Linked DNA regions of Mus musculus: regions 2, 3 and 4 are each linked to region 1. A link is a contact called in public HiChIP or PLAC-seq and promoter capture Hi-C data. All regions are on one chromosome and are shown on one strand. The core of a region is the stretch at or near the end of the contact, and the rest is flanking DNA. Distances in the headings are between cores, read along the strand shown.

Region 1 (2,700 bases), core at 113-2,612:
AGGAAGGTATGCTGGGAGCTTAAGGATTTTTATGAGCTTGCTCTCAGACCAGGAGCTGGTGCCAGACTAAGCCTTACTAAACAACAGGGGCTCCACAGAACCCCTGGATGCAAAATATTCCATCTATTCCTTACATAGCCCCCACACAGGCTCTTGGAAACAATTCTGCTGGCAGAAAAAAACAAAAAAACAAAAAACTAGTGGACCCCATGTAAAACTGAGGAAAACCACAGCATGACGGAGCTACCTCGACAACACCCTGTAACCATGGGCCAGGCAGCAGAGGCCAAACCCAGAACCAACTACCATTTTTATCCTCATCCAGTCTCTTCATAAGCAGTCATTTGTTCCCCTAACAGCCCTTACTCCTCAGGCAGGAAAAACTCTACATCTGAATCCATCCTCGAGTGACCGGGCATTCATTTGTGGGTGGGAACAGTGTGAAAAAGAGATGGAAGATAGCAAGAAAGCATGCAGGCCTAGGATGAAAGCCAAAATCGGGGAGAGAACTAACTTTACCACAAGCCAGAGAAAAGAAGACAGGGGTTGCTCTCTAGGCACTTAAGGAAGGCAATCTGAAATCTACCATGAAAGGGGGAGAAAGCAGAAAAACCGTAGAGCAGACAGATTTCAACTGCTAAAGAGAGAATCAAGCAGAAAGCAGGGAGGGAAGCAGGAACGGCTGAGGAAGGCTGACAAGGGGCAGTGTCAGGGGAGCTCAGAAGAAAAGAGGGAAGAGGAGGAGATAGGGCCATGGGGGGAAAAGGGAACGCAGAGGCTTGGGGGACGCAGAAAGGCGAAGATGCTGGCCGAAAGCGGGGCTCCAGAACCAGAGTGACTCGACGCAAAGACCAAGAAAGACCGGGAGCCATAGCGCCGGGTGGCAGCAAGGGCTCCAGAAACACCAAGAGCCCCTCAAAGGGTAGGTCTACAGGCGGCGGAGGGGCCCCGGGCCGGCCGAGGGGCCGAGGGCGCGACGCGAGCAGGAACCGCGGCCTGGAGCGCGGTCGTGCCCTGAGGAGCAGGCTGCTGGGCCGCGGCCGCCCCCAGCCCTCCACAGCGGCCTGGGAGCGGCCGGCGCAGGCCGAGGGGGAGGGGCAGGCCGGCGGCAGGAGGACAAGATGGCGGCGGCTGATGGCAGCTTCTCCCCCGGCCCGCCGCCGCCGCTGCCGCCGCCCCGCGCCGGAAAGGGCGTCAGCGCCCAGCTCGCCCAGACTCACCTAGCCGGGTGCGTGGGGGTCCGGGACCCGGGCTCAAAGGCTTCCCGGGGCGGATGGCGGCGGGGCGGGGGCGGATGGCGGCGGATGGCGCCGCGCTCGGCTCCTCCCGTCTCCCTCGCTCACTCCGCGGCTGGGCTCCGACTAACGGCCCATCCGGGCAACCGCCGCCCCCGGGAACACCCCCCACCTCCCGCCTCCCTCCGCGGCTGGGCACGCCCCCTTATTTGCATAGGGGGCGGAGCCCTTACTCTCCGACCCCTCCGCTCTTCAGGGCTGTCCCTACTTTAAAAAAATAAAGGCAGTGTGTGGAGGATATTTGCATAAAGGGGAGGGACTTACAGACGCTAGGACGCCGGTTGGCTAGGGAGACGTCTTGGCGTCGGCAGTTGAGACGCGTAGACCGGGCGGAATGCGAGGCCGTTGGGGCGCAGAATTTACACGACGGATGGTGGGAGAAAAAGGATGCGCATGCGTAGTTGGTCCGCGGACGGCTGGGAGCCGAGAGACACGCAGGGAAGGGATGCTAGGCCCCGGTCACTCTCAGCGGAGAAGACGGAAAGAACTGCGACGAATGGAAGGGATTAGTTAGTCGAGGGCGGAGTTACATAGACCCTGGAAGAATTTCAGGTCTGGTGTCCATTCGTGAGAGGTAAACGCGTCAGGGAGGCGGGGCTTTCCAGTTATCAAATCACGTCATGCAAATGAAGTGGATAGGCAAGCCAATCAAAGGGTCCAGAGGAGTGTATCATTGACTTTCTTCGAGTAGGCGTTCTTCGAATGGTTCTGGGTATTTGCATAATATATGCAAACAATTTGAACAAAGGCAAGGAATGACCTACTCTTCCAAATTTTAGCAGCGACTAACTACGGCGGATATTTGACATTTAATTTTTATGCTCAATAGTTTTAAAAACTGTTTTTATAATTAATGTTCCTTCAACAATGAGTTTCAGCTTTAAAGGTCGTACTACTTCCCCTCTTTGTTTCTTAGTACTTGACTGTAGAAATCTTTGCCTCTCACCACACTTACACTTACTCAACATTTTCCTGTGAATTTTTATGTATATTGGTGGGTGCTCACTGGCCTTTACAAACCAGAGGTTGACGTCCAGAGGGCTCGCGCAAACACTTTATTTTTTGAGACATTCTTTTCATCTTTCAGTGAATCTTGATACTTGGATGGCTGAGCTCAGATTCCATATGGACTGGCCAAAGAGCTTGAGATCTTTCTATCTCTGCATCCCGGTGCTGAAGTTACAGACAGGAGTGATCTGCCCAGCCTGGACATGAGTACAGGAGGTCCAAACTTAGGTCCTCATGCTTGTTAGCAAGCATTTCATCCGCTGAGCCATTTTCCTAACTCTAGAAACATTTATTTGTTTTTATTTTATTTGTATGCATATCTACATATATGCATATGTACCAAGTGGGTTCCTGGTGCCACCTGGGTTCTTGGTTCCTGTACCAAGAGGAGTTCAGA
Region 2 (2,762 bases), core at 262-2,761, 540 kb before region 1:
TCACGACCCACCCTCCCGGACCCACCTTATATGGGCGTGGGGCCCCGTGGGCTTCAAGGACTCACCACAGGATTTCCACCAGTCTTTCAATCCTGAGCGACCCCGACAAACTGCTCCTCAGATCCCTGCGGGCTGCTGGCGACACAAACCCTGCCAGTGCAGGCAGACTTCCTCCCCGCTGCGGGCGCTGGCACCACTCGGCCTACCCGTGACCCCTACGGCGCGCCGGAGTGCCAGGGAATAGCCTTTATCCGTCAGTGCTTTTACTTAGCAATTAAATAAGTTTGCAGGGTTTCTGAGCTTCAAGGCCTGTACTCAGGGACTTTGTTTAATCTGAACTTAATAAAACCAGAAGCGTGTATTGAAGATGGTGTGGGAGGGATGGGTCCAAGGTTCCCTCTGATCCATGCACGGTTGAAAAACCAGAACCACCGGTATGAGGCCGTGGGTAAAAATTTCTCAGACCTGGAACGGGCTCAAGCCAGGGCTTTGGAGACTGCTCTCCAGGACGCCACCAGAGGGGCTTTGTCCTAGAGCAACTGTCTCTGGAGAGAGTTGGAAAATCCTAAAGGGGTGTTTCTGATTCTCCTGCTAGGTTTCTGCAAAAAAGGCTCAACTGGTGTAACCTCTGTAGAGGGCCTATCCTTACCCCACCTCCCCACCCACGCCCTTACAAGACACAAAAAGCAAATAAAAAGAGTGGAAGTCACCGCTGTGTCTTGGGTTGACTCCGGGGGTGGATCTGCGTCTTGGGGCAGGAGGAGGGGGGAGAGAGGGAGTGCTTTAAGGAGAGGTTGTGACTGCTGACTGGACCAAGAACTCTTCAGCCCCCAACAAGCACGCTTTTCCAAACCTGCCTGTCACAAACAAGCAATTAGAGCTTGCTTCCCTCTGATGAAGCATTTCAGCTTCTTATAACCCTAGAGAAAGAAGGTACCTGTGTACCCCCACAGGCGCTTTCTTTTTCTCCTTTTCTTTAGCCACAGTCAGCATCTTACCTCTATTGTCAGGCTGTATATGGGGGAGGGGGGGTCTGAACCTCTTGGTTCCACTCTTTGTACAGTTCTGTCTCACACCTGGAGAAACCTAGAACTATCTTGCAGGATGTTCTGAGGGAAACTGAGGGAGCAACCCCATGGATGAGCAGGGACTGCTTGAACGGGGTCTGGAGATAAGTGTGGTAAATCCATTGAGCTGGCTTCTTCTCACAATATAATCACTACAGCGAGTCTTTGCGGGAGAGGCTCTAGAGATTTCTCCCTCCCTCCCTCCTTCTCTTAGTCCCACCCGCCTTGCCTGGTCTTGCCTCCCGGTTTCCATGACAACTCCAAGGGAGCTAAACTGGGGGCTTGACTGCCAGGGTGAGAGGAGGAAAGAGGTGGTCCAGAAGCAGAGAGAAACCGAGTTTTTCGGGGGGAGACTTCTGAAGCTCTCCCCCATCCCTGCCTCGGTCCCTTTAAGCTCCCCCCCAGCCACCCCCCCCCCCCAACACACACTGTCTTCATCTCTCCATTTCCGCGCTGCTGCTGCTACCGCCGCTGCGCCATCCCGGACTGAGACACTAAGACTCCTGCGCCAGCAGTCAGGGGGCCCTGACTCCAGCTTCAGAGACCCTGTCCCAACGATTGCAAACATGTCGTCAGAAAAGTCAGGTAAAAAAAAAACTATATATATATATATCCCTCCCCCAACCCCCTCTGTCATCTCCTACCTAACCTCCACTTGCCCTAATCCCCTTCTTTGACCCCCTCTGGGATGTTGTGTGGCTCAGTTCCATTCCTTCTCTCCATGCATACCCCACCCCCTCCCCTTTCTATATCCCATCCTTCTCTTCCTTCGGGTCAGTCTGCCTCTGTCCCTTGGTCCCTTGTCAACAACATGGGGGGGGGGTGCAGTTTTGAAATGGAAAGGGAGGCAGAGCCAGGTTCTGCAGGGACATCATCCCTGGGAGTGACAGATGGACAGTCACCGGTTCAGTGGCATGGAGACACCCAGTGGAAAAATAACGGAGACTTAATCAGACTGGGTTGTTGGGAAAGTAATATCTAGAAGACAATTTTTTTTCTTCTTTGAGATGAGATTCCCCTCTGTAGCCCAGGCTGGTCTTGAACTTCCCAGTTCTTCACCCTTCCCCGGCTGCTTCACAAGTACAAGGATTACAGGCATGAACCACTATGCCTAGTCCCAGAAGCTTTGTCATGGACCTTAACGGAGGCCCATGAGATTCCCAGGTAACTCCACCTGAAGCAAAGTGGAAATGTTAAACTGAGCGTGCATGACCCCTGTGACACGACCACATGTGCAGGAAGAGGGGACAGCTGGCTCAGAGACAACCCTGAATGAGGGTTGTGGTTGACAGCAGCGGAGCCTGGGAGGAGCTGTGACAGTTGTGACGGCAAAACTAGATTGGGGCCAGGTGGCCTACATACAACCCCTTCCCTGACCCCAAAATGGGAGATGTCGTCTCGGCTGTATCTCCCTCGCTCTTTCTCCATCTCTTGCTGTCTCATGTCTCTTACCCTTCTGATCTCTGCTGTCTTCTCTCTCCCCTTATCCTCTCCTCGGCTTTTCCATGGCCAGGCCTTCCAGACTCGGTTCCCCACACTTCACCGCCGCCCTACAATGCCCCCCAGCCACCGGCCGAGCCCCCCATCCCGCCCCCACAAACGGCCCCATCCTCACATCACCACCACCACCACCATTACCACCAGTCTGGCACCGCCACCCTCCCGCGCTTAGGAGCAGGTGGCCTGGCCTCTGCT
Region 3 (2,700 bases), core at 118-2,617, 570 kb before region 1:
GGCTTCTTGAAGACAAAGAACAGCTCTACAGCACCATCCTTAGTCACCAGGTAAGGCACATCCCACCCCACATGCATCCATGGAGACAAGACCCAGGTCTCCTAGCTGGCCTTCTGCCTGAGCCCTAACTTCTTTGTCCCTAAGCATATGTCCTTTGGTAAGCCTCTAGTCTCCCCATCCCCATCACAGATTTCCTATCTGCCCCACACCAACCCTGGCCTCTCTTACCCAAAACCATTATGGGCTACCAATGCCCTTTTCTCCCTCCACGTTTCTAGTGCCAGCGGATTGAAGCCCAACGGTCTGACCCGCCCCTTCCCCCCGGGGGGCAGGAGCTTCTGGAGTTGCTGCTGAGAGTTCAGGGTGGAGGTCGAATGGAGGAGCAGAGATCCCGGCCTCCTACACACACCTGCTGAGACCGGAGCTCCTCACCAGTCCCTTCTCTCTGGGACTCAAAGCTGGGACACTCCCCGAAGGTCTTCAACCCTGTTTGGCAGGGGTAACCAGAGATGGAAGACCCGGCTAAAATTGCTGTATTTACCACCCACTTTCCCTGGGGACTGGACTTGGGACAAGTACTCTAACCATGAAGATAAGCAAGGTAGGGTGGACACAACTCCCGAGGACAGTTAAAGAGTCTCTATCCTGAGCTGTCAAGCTACTAAACAGGGTGTGAGGGCTGCGGCCTGCCCCTGCCTAGTGAGAAAAAAAGGGAAGAGTAAGACAATTGTCCAGCACTAGCAGTCTCAGGCCCCAAGGCAGAGGGGCCCAGAGGCGGTGAAGCGACTCTTACCCCGCCCCCACCCTGCTGCTGAGTCTGTCTGATGTTTTGGTTGTATGAATAAACATAATTCCCCTCTGGACTGAAGACTGGTATCTGGGGGTGTGTGTGGGGGGGTGCAAGGTGGGTAGGTGAGGCCTGGGGCAGCCGCTCTCAGCGATCTGGCCAGAGGCCAGCTCCCCTCCCTGGCTGGTTAATTACTGGCTCATTAAGCAGCGGCTGGAGACCTCCCTAATCATCTCCCCCAGCCCCCAGTCTCCCGGTTTTAATTAAGTCGAACAAGGAGGGGAGTCATTAGAACAAGAAATATGAACCGAGCTGTCGGAGAACATTCCAGAGGCCGGAGTCCGCACCACCCGACCATGGCCTCGGAACCCAGGTGGCCGAGACACCCACCCCAGCGCCCTTTCGGCCAGCGCCGAGGCCAACCCAGTCTCTCCCCGGCCGCCCGGCCGCTCCCCGCCTCCACCCGCCGCCGCCGCCGCCGCCTGGCCTGCGTCTCCCCGCCCCCGGCTCCTCCCCGTTCCTCCTCTCCTCCCCTCCTCTTCCTCCCGCTCCCCTCCCCCAGCCGCCTCCCTCGTTCCCCCTTCTCCCTCCTCCCTCCTCTCGCACACACACCCCCGCTTGGGCCTCCTCTCTCTCTCTCTCTCTCTCCGGCTCCATTTTCTCCGCCGCCGGGGGCCGGGGTCTCCTGTGGGGGTGCCCAGGCGGCACCCCGGGTCTCCCCTTCAGTGCCGGGGTGAACCCCCGAGGGGAGCCGGGAGGCGGGTTGCCGGGCGGGGTTGGGGCGGAGGGAGCAGCGGCCCCAGCGAGTTTGGGGGGGAAGTCACCCGGCGGGGGGAGGGGCGAGCAGGGAGGGGGCCTCAGGCCCCCCCCCAGCTATGGACGAGCGGCTGCTGGGGCCGCCTCCTCCGGGCGGGGGCCGTGGGGGTCTGGGGCTGGTAGGTGCGGAGCCCGGGGGCCCTGGCGAGCCTCCCGGTGGCGGAGACCCCGGTGGGGGAAGTGGGGGGGTCCCGGGAGGCCGAGGGAAGCAAGACATCGGGGACATTCTGCAACAGATAATGACCATCACGGACCAGAGCCTGGACGAGGCCCAGGCCAAGTGAGTGCCCCCACCCCGGGACCCCGCTCACAGCTCTGAGTCCTCTGCAAGCCCCCCTCCCCCAGGGCCCTCTCTGGATCTTGCAACTCTTTTCTTTCCTTAGTTCTAGTGTTCTCTCAAAGCTTGCTTTGCCCCTAGGCCCTAAAGCCTCCTCCACAGAGCGAACCCCAGGTGGTCTCACTCCCTCCTAACCTTTTGCTGACCCCTACAGTCAACTCTGGCCCATCTCTTGGCTCCCAGACTTAGAAACTGTTCTCAGCCAAAGCTGTCTTCCCTAACTATCCGGCTAGCCCACCCCATTCTCCGCGTACGGATCCAGGATCTCCACACATTCCCTTCCACGGAGGTCGGGGCCTCCAAGAGTCCTCAACAGCCTTCCCCCTGCTCAGCCCACACATTCTGTACTGAACTCCCAGGTAGCAGGGCACCCCCCCCCCCACCTTTCTCAGGCCCCCTACCGCCTCACACTGACAGCCTCCGGTTCTCTACTCCACAACCTACCTAGTCACCTTTATTTCTTCAGTCATCTCTAGATCCTTGCTCCATCTTTTTGCTTGAACCATCCCTCTTAGCCTCAGCCCGCCCATAGTGACTTTAGCCCCACTGCCTGCATCTTCTGCTTCCTGTGACCCTGCCGCTTCCCGAAGCTATGGCAGCTGATCTCAACTATCCCTCGGACTCCACTCTACCCCGATTCCCACTTAACCCCCTCGCAGATTATGCCCCCACCTTGCACCCTGGCACCCCTCTCGTCTTTCTCCTGCCTGAACCCTTTCTCTCCTCCCGTTCCTCCTAAGGAAACATGCCCTAAACTGTC
Region 4 (2,700 bases), core at 86-2,585, 540 kb after region 1:
ATTAGTCTTCTCTGTATCTTTCCAATTTTAGTATATGTGTTGCCGAAGCCAGCACCACTCCACACAGATCTTGACATCTTCTGTGTGTGCGTTTGATTTCTTTGTGTTGCTTTGGGGCGGGGAGAAGGACTGGTTAGTTGCTTGGGTTTTGTTGTCTCACTGTGTAGCCCTGGCTAGCCTGGAACTCAGAGAGATTCTCCTGCCTCTGCCACTCGAGTGCTGGAACTAAAGACCTGTACTCCTAACAGCAAGATAGTTGGTTGGGGTTTTTGTTTGTTTGTTTTGTTTTGTTTGAGACAAGGTCTCAAGTTCAACTACGATGCCAAGGAAGGCTGACCTTCAGTTCTTTATCACCAGAGGCTAATTACAGGTGTGTGCCACAAACCCCGAGGTAATCTATAAAGTCAGATCTCACCATTTAGCGAATACTAAACGGCAGACACAAGCTCCTATAATCAGAAGACAAAGTGAGCCACACGCAGGCCCTGAGGTACAGGATCCTCAGAGAACGGAGCCACCCACCCCCAAACATCCAGAGTGACTGAGCCAGAGGGAAGCCAAGAGCAGGCAGGAACAGGTGGGACTCAGGTGGGAAGAACAGCAAGAAAAACAAGGACCATCTCTCCCTGTTCTCAAGCATTCTACTGTGTGTGACCTGTCCCTACAGTGAGTGCCACACGAGTCTGGACACACCTCCATCCTTCTCAGCCACTCAGTTGTAGGCCAGCCGGGCGGTGGCTGGGAGAGGGGGTGCTGAAAAGAATTGCCTGGCCAGAAAGGGAGCCTGGGAGCGTTGCTCATTGGGCGGTGACCTCGTCTCTTGGCACAACCCGGCAACCACGGAGCGTGGCTGGTCTGGTAGGTTGGGCGTCAGGCTGGCTCCCTCTGGCCTGGGCAGCTTAACCGAGCATGTCCGTAAGCATGGCACCGGAGGTTGAGGGGTAGGCACCGATAGGATGACTCAGTGGGCTACATATGCGCGCACCTGTCCTCTTGGAGTTAGGTTCTCCCCTCACCCAAGAAAAGAGAGGTCCTCGCTCTCTTTTCGGAATAGTTTCTCGGAAAGTCAGGACCCTCTGCTTTGGATGGAGAGTCAAAATCCCGGGGCAGCAAACATAACTGGGGTTCCCCAACCCGCTCCCCTTGCCTCTTGCTCGTCCCCGCCTCAGTCCCTACCTCTCATGGCTCTCCGGGGCGGACCCGGGCGTCAGGCCCCGGCTTGGGGCCTCCTCGGCGGCGGGGCGCGGGAGGGGAGCGCAGGCGCCGGCGGGGCTCGGGTGTCGGGAGGCGGCTCCCGCGAGCAGCTGTCGGGGGCCTGTTCCGGGGAGAGGAGCCAGCGCGGGGCCGGATCGCGCCCAGGCGCCGCCTCCCCGCGCCCGTCCCCCGCCGGTACTCCCGCCCCGGCGCCCGCGCTCCCACGCCCGGCGCCGCCCCTCGCTCCTCTCCTAGTGCGGTACCCGCCCTGCAAGTGCTCCCCAGCGCGTAGCCTCCACTAGGTGATCCGCACGCCCATCCCCCGCCACCCCGATGCTGGGGTACAGCAGCACCATCAGGGGCCCGCTAAGCCCCCTAGGGACCCCGCGCGGTGGCTCGGGGGTGGGGAGAGTTGGCGCCGTCCCTCCTCCCCTTTTTCTGGGCTCGGTTCCTGGAGAGAGGGAGAGAAGCACGGAGAAGCGGCCCCAGGGCACGCAGGAAGGAACGGGTTCCCACAGGCCCAGCACCGGAGCGAGAGCTGCAGCCCGGCTGGGGGAAGGGAGCCGGGCTCACCTGTCTAGCCAGACCCTCTAGGTTCACACTCCACCCCATTTGTCACCATTTGGCACACACCCCTCCTCCGGATCCCAACCTAAATCACTCCCCCCATCCCCGCGCGCCCCAAGTCTGAGAGCCGGTCACACTCTTTTAGTCTCAACTTTTTTCTGTTCCCTTCTTCCAGAACCTCTCCCCAGCTTGGCAGCTCCCTCCTGTCTTCTCAGGATCCCTGAGATTCAAACCCCCAAGCTCCGGATCCCCCTGGGATCCCTGCTTCATCCAGGCTAACTCTGCAGTCTTTCTCAGGCAAGCCTCCCTCAGTCCCAGTCAGTCAGCTCGGTCCCTGGTGGAAGCCGCAGAGTCTGGCTTCTGGCAAGGAGAAGGGCAAAATGGAGCCAAGACGAGGTGGGGGTGGGGGAGGAAGATAGATAGGCGCCCTGAAAAATAAAGACACTGCCCAAAGCACAGGAACGCATGACCCAGGGATACAAGGAGACAATGAACGGAGAGAGCTGCTGAGCCATGGACCGGAGAGATAGAGGCAGGGAGGACAACAGAGCTAGTGTGGGAGTGTGGGAGGTGTTCCGTCCCATTCAGCACCACCTGTCATTCCTACCTCTCTCCAACGCCACCCCCCCCCCCATACCTGCCAAGTCCCCGGATAATGTCAGGTCACAGTAAAGTCTCCGGTCTCACCACCCGGTTACAAACACATCCCAACTGACTCAAAACTCACACCCAAAAAGCATTTCCAAAGAGTCTCAAGAAAGACACGAAGTCCAAACAAACCAAGACAAGTACACACAAAAAACCTACCAGGAAGATAAGCTGCCCCTAGGGAGAAGCCAAGGCAGGCTGGGTCTCCAGTTTACAAACCCAGGGACGTTCCAGCTGCTGAAGGACCTGCTAATGGCTCCCATGGCCACTGGGAGAACTGCCTACGACCTT

What was found. Promoter capture Hi-C pulls out the DNA fragments that hold promoters and counts their contacts. HiChIP or PLAC-seq counts read pairs in DNA pulled down with a chosen protein or histone mark.
Region 2: a promoter capture Hi-C map of liver shows a contact between it and region 1, with 4 times the contacts expected there. The contact joins the promoter of Prrt1 here to the promoter of Prrc2a in region 1. A contact is called at or near these places in 13 of 39 promoter capture datasets (the 3T3-L1 cell line, cranial neural crest, embryonic stem cells and 8 more), 1 of 484 Hi-C or Micro-C datasets (cerebellum) and 1 of 9 other capture datasets (adipose tissue).
Region 3: a promoter capture Hi-C map of liver shows a contact between it and region 1. The contact joins the promoter of Pbx2 here to the promoter of Prrc2a in region 1. A contact is called at or near these places in 9 of 39 promoter capture datasets (the 3T3-L1 cell line, the HPC-7 cell line, cranial neural crest and 4 more), 1 of 484 Hi-C or Micro-C datasets (myocytes), 2 of 115 datasets of contacts at active chromatin or transcription factors (memory CD8 T cells and pancreatic cancer cells) and 2 of 9 other capture datasets (embryonic stem cells and liver).
Region 4: an H3K4me3 HiChIP or PLAC-seq map of embryonic forebrain shows a contact between it and region 1, with 2.1 times the contacts expected there. The contact joins the promoter of Ddr1 here to the promoter of Prrc2a in region 1. A contact is called at or near these places in 1 of 39 promoter capture datasets (cranial neural crest) and 2 of 115 datasets of contacts at active chromatin or transcription factors (embryonic forebrain and pancreatic cancer cells).

The regions. Positions count from the first base shown.
Region 1 is chr17:35,163,515-35,166,214 of GRCm38.p6, forward strand. It overlaps Prrc2a (proline-rich coiled-coil 2A), which reads right to left and starts at 1,363. Exons shown (of 31, transcript NM_020027.3): 1 at 1,221-1,363.
Region 2 is chr17:34,628,053-34,630,814 of GRCm38.p6, forward strand. It overlaps Prrt1 (proline-rich transmembrane protein 1), which reads left to right and starts at 1,512. Exons shown (of 4, transcript NM_030890.2): 1 at 1,512-1,652; 2 at 2,581-2,762. The coding sequence starts at 1,634. It also overlaps a transcript of Ppt2 not described here.
Region 3 is chr17:34,590,892-34,593,591 of GRCm38.p6, forward strand. Pbx2 (pre B cell leukemia homeobox 2) reads left to right here and starts at 1,368. Exons shown (of 9, transcript NM_017463.3): 1 at 1,368-1,883; 2 at 2,681-2,700. The coding sequence starts at 1,663. It overlaps Gpsm3 (G-protein signalling modulator 3 (AGS3-like, C. elegans)), which reads left to right. Exons shown (of 4, transcript NM_134116.5): 3 at 1-50; 4 at 279-863. The coding sequence ends at 416.
Region 4 is chr17:35,699,255-35,701,954 of GRCm38.p6, forward strand. It overlaps Ddr1 (discoidin domain receptor family, member 1), which reads right to left and starts at 1,336. Exons shown (of 18, transcript NM_001198833.1): 1 at 1,177-1,336. LOC115488883 (a small nuclear RNA gene) reads right to left here and starts at 55; the gene lies at 1-55.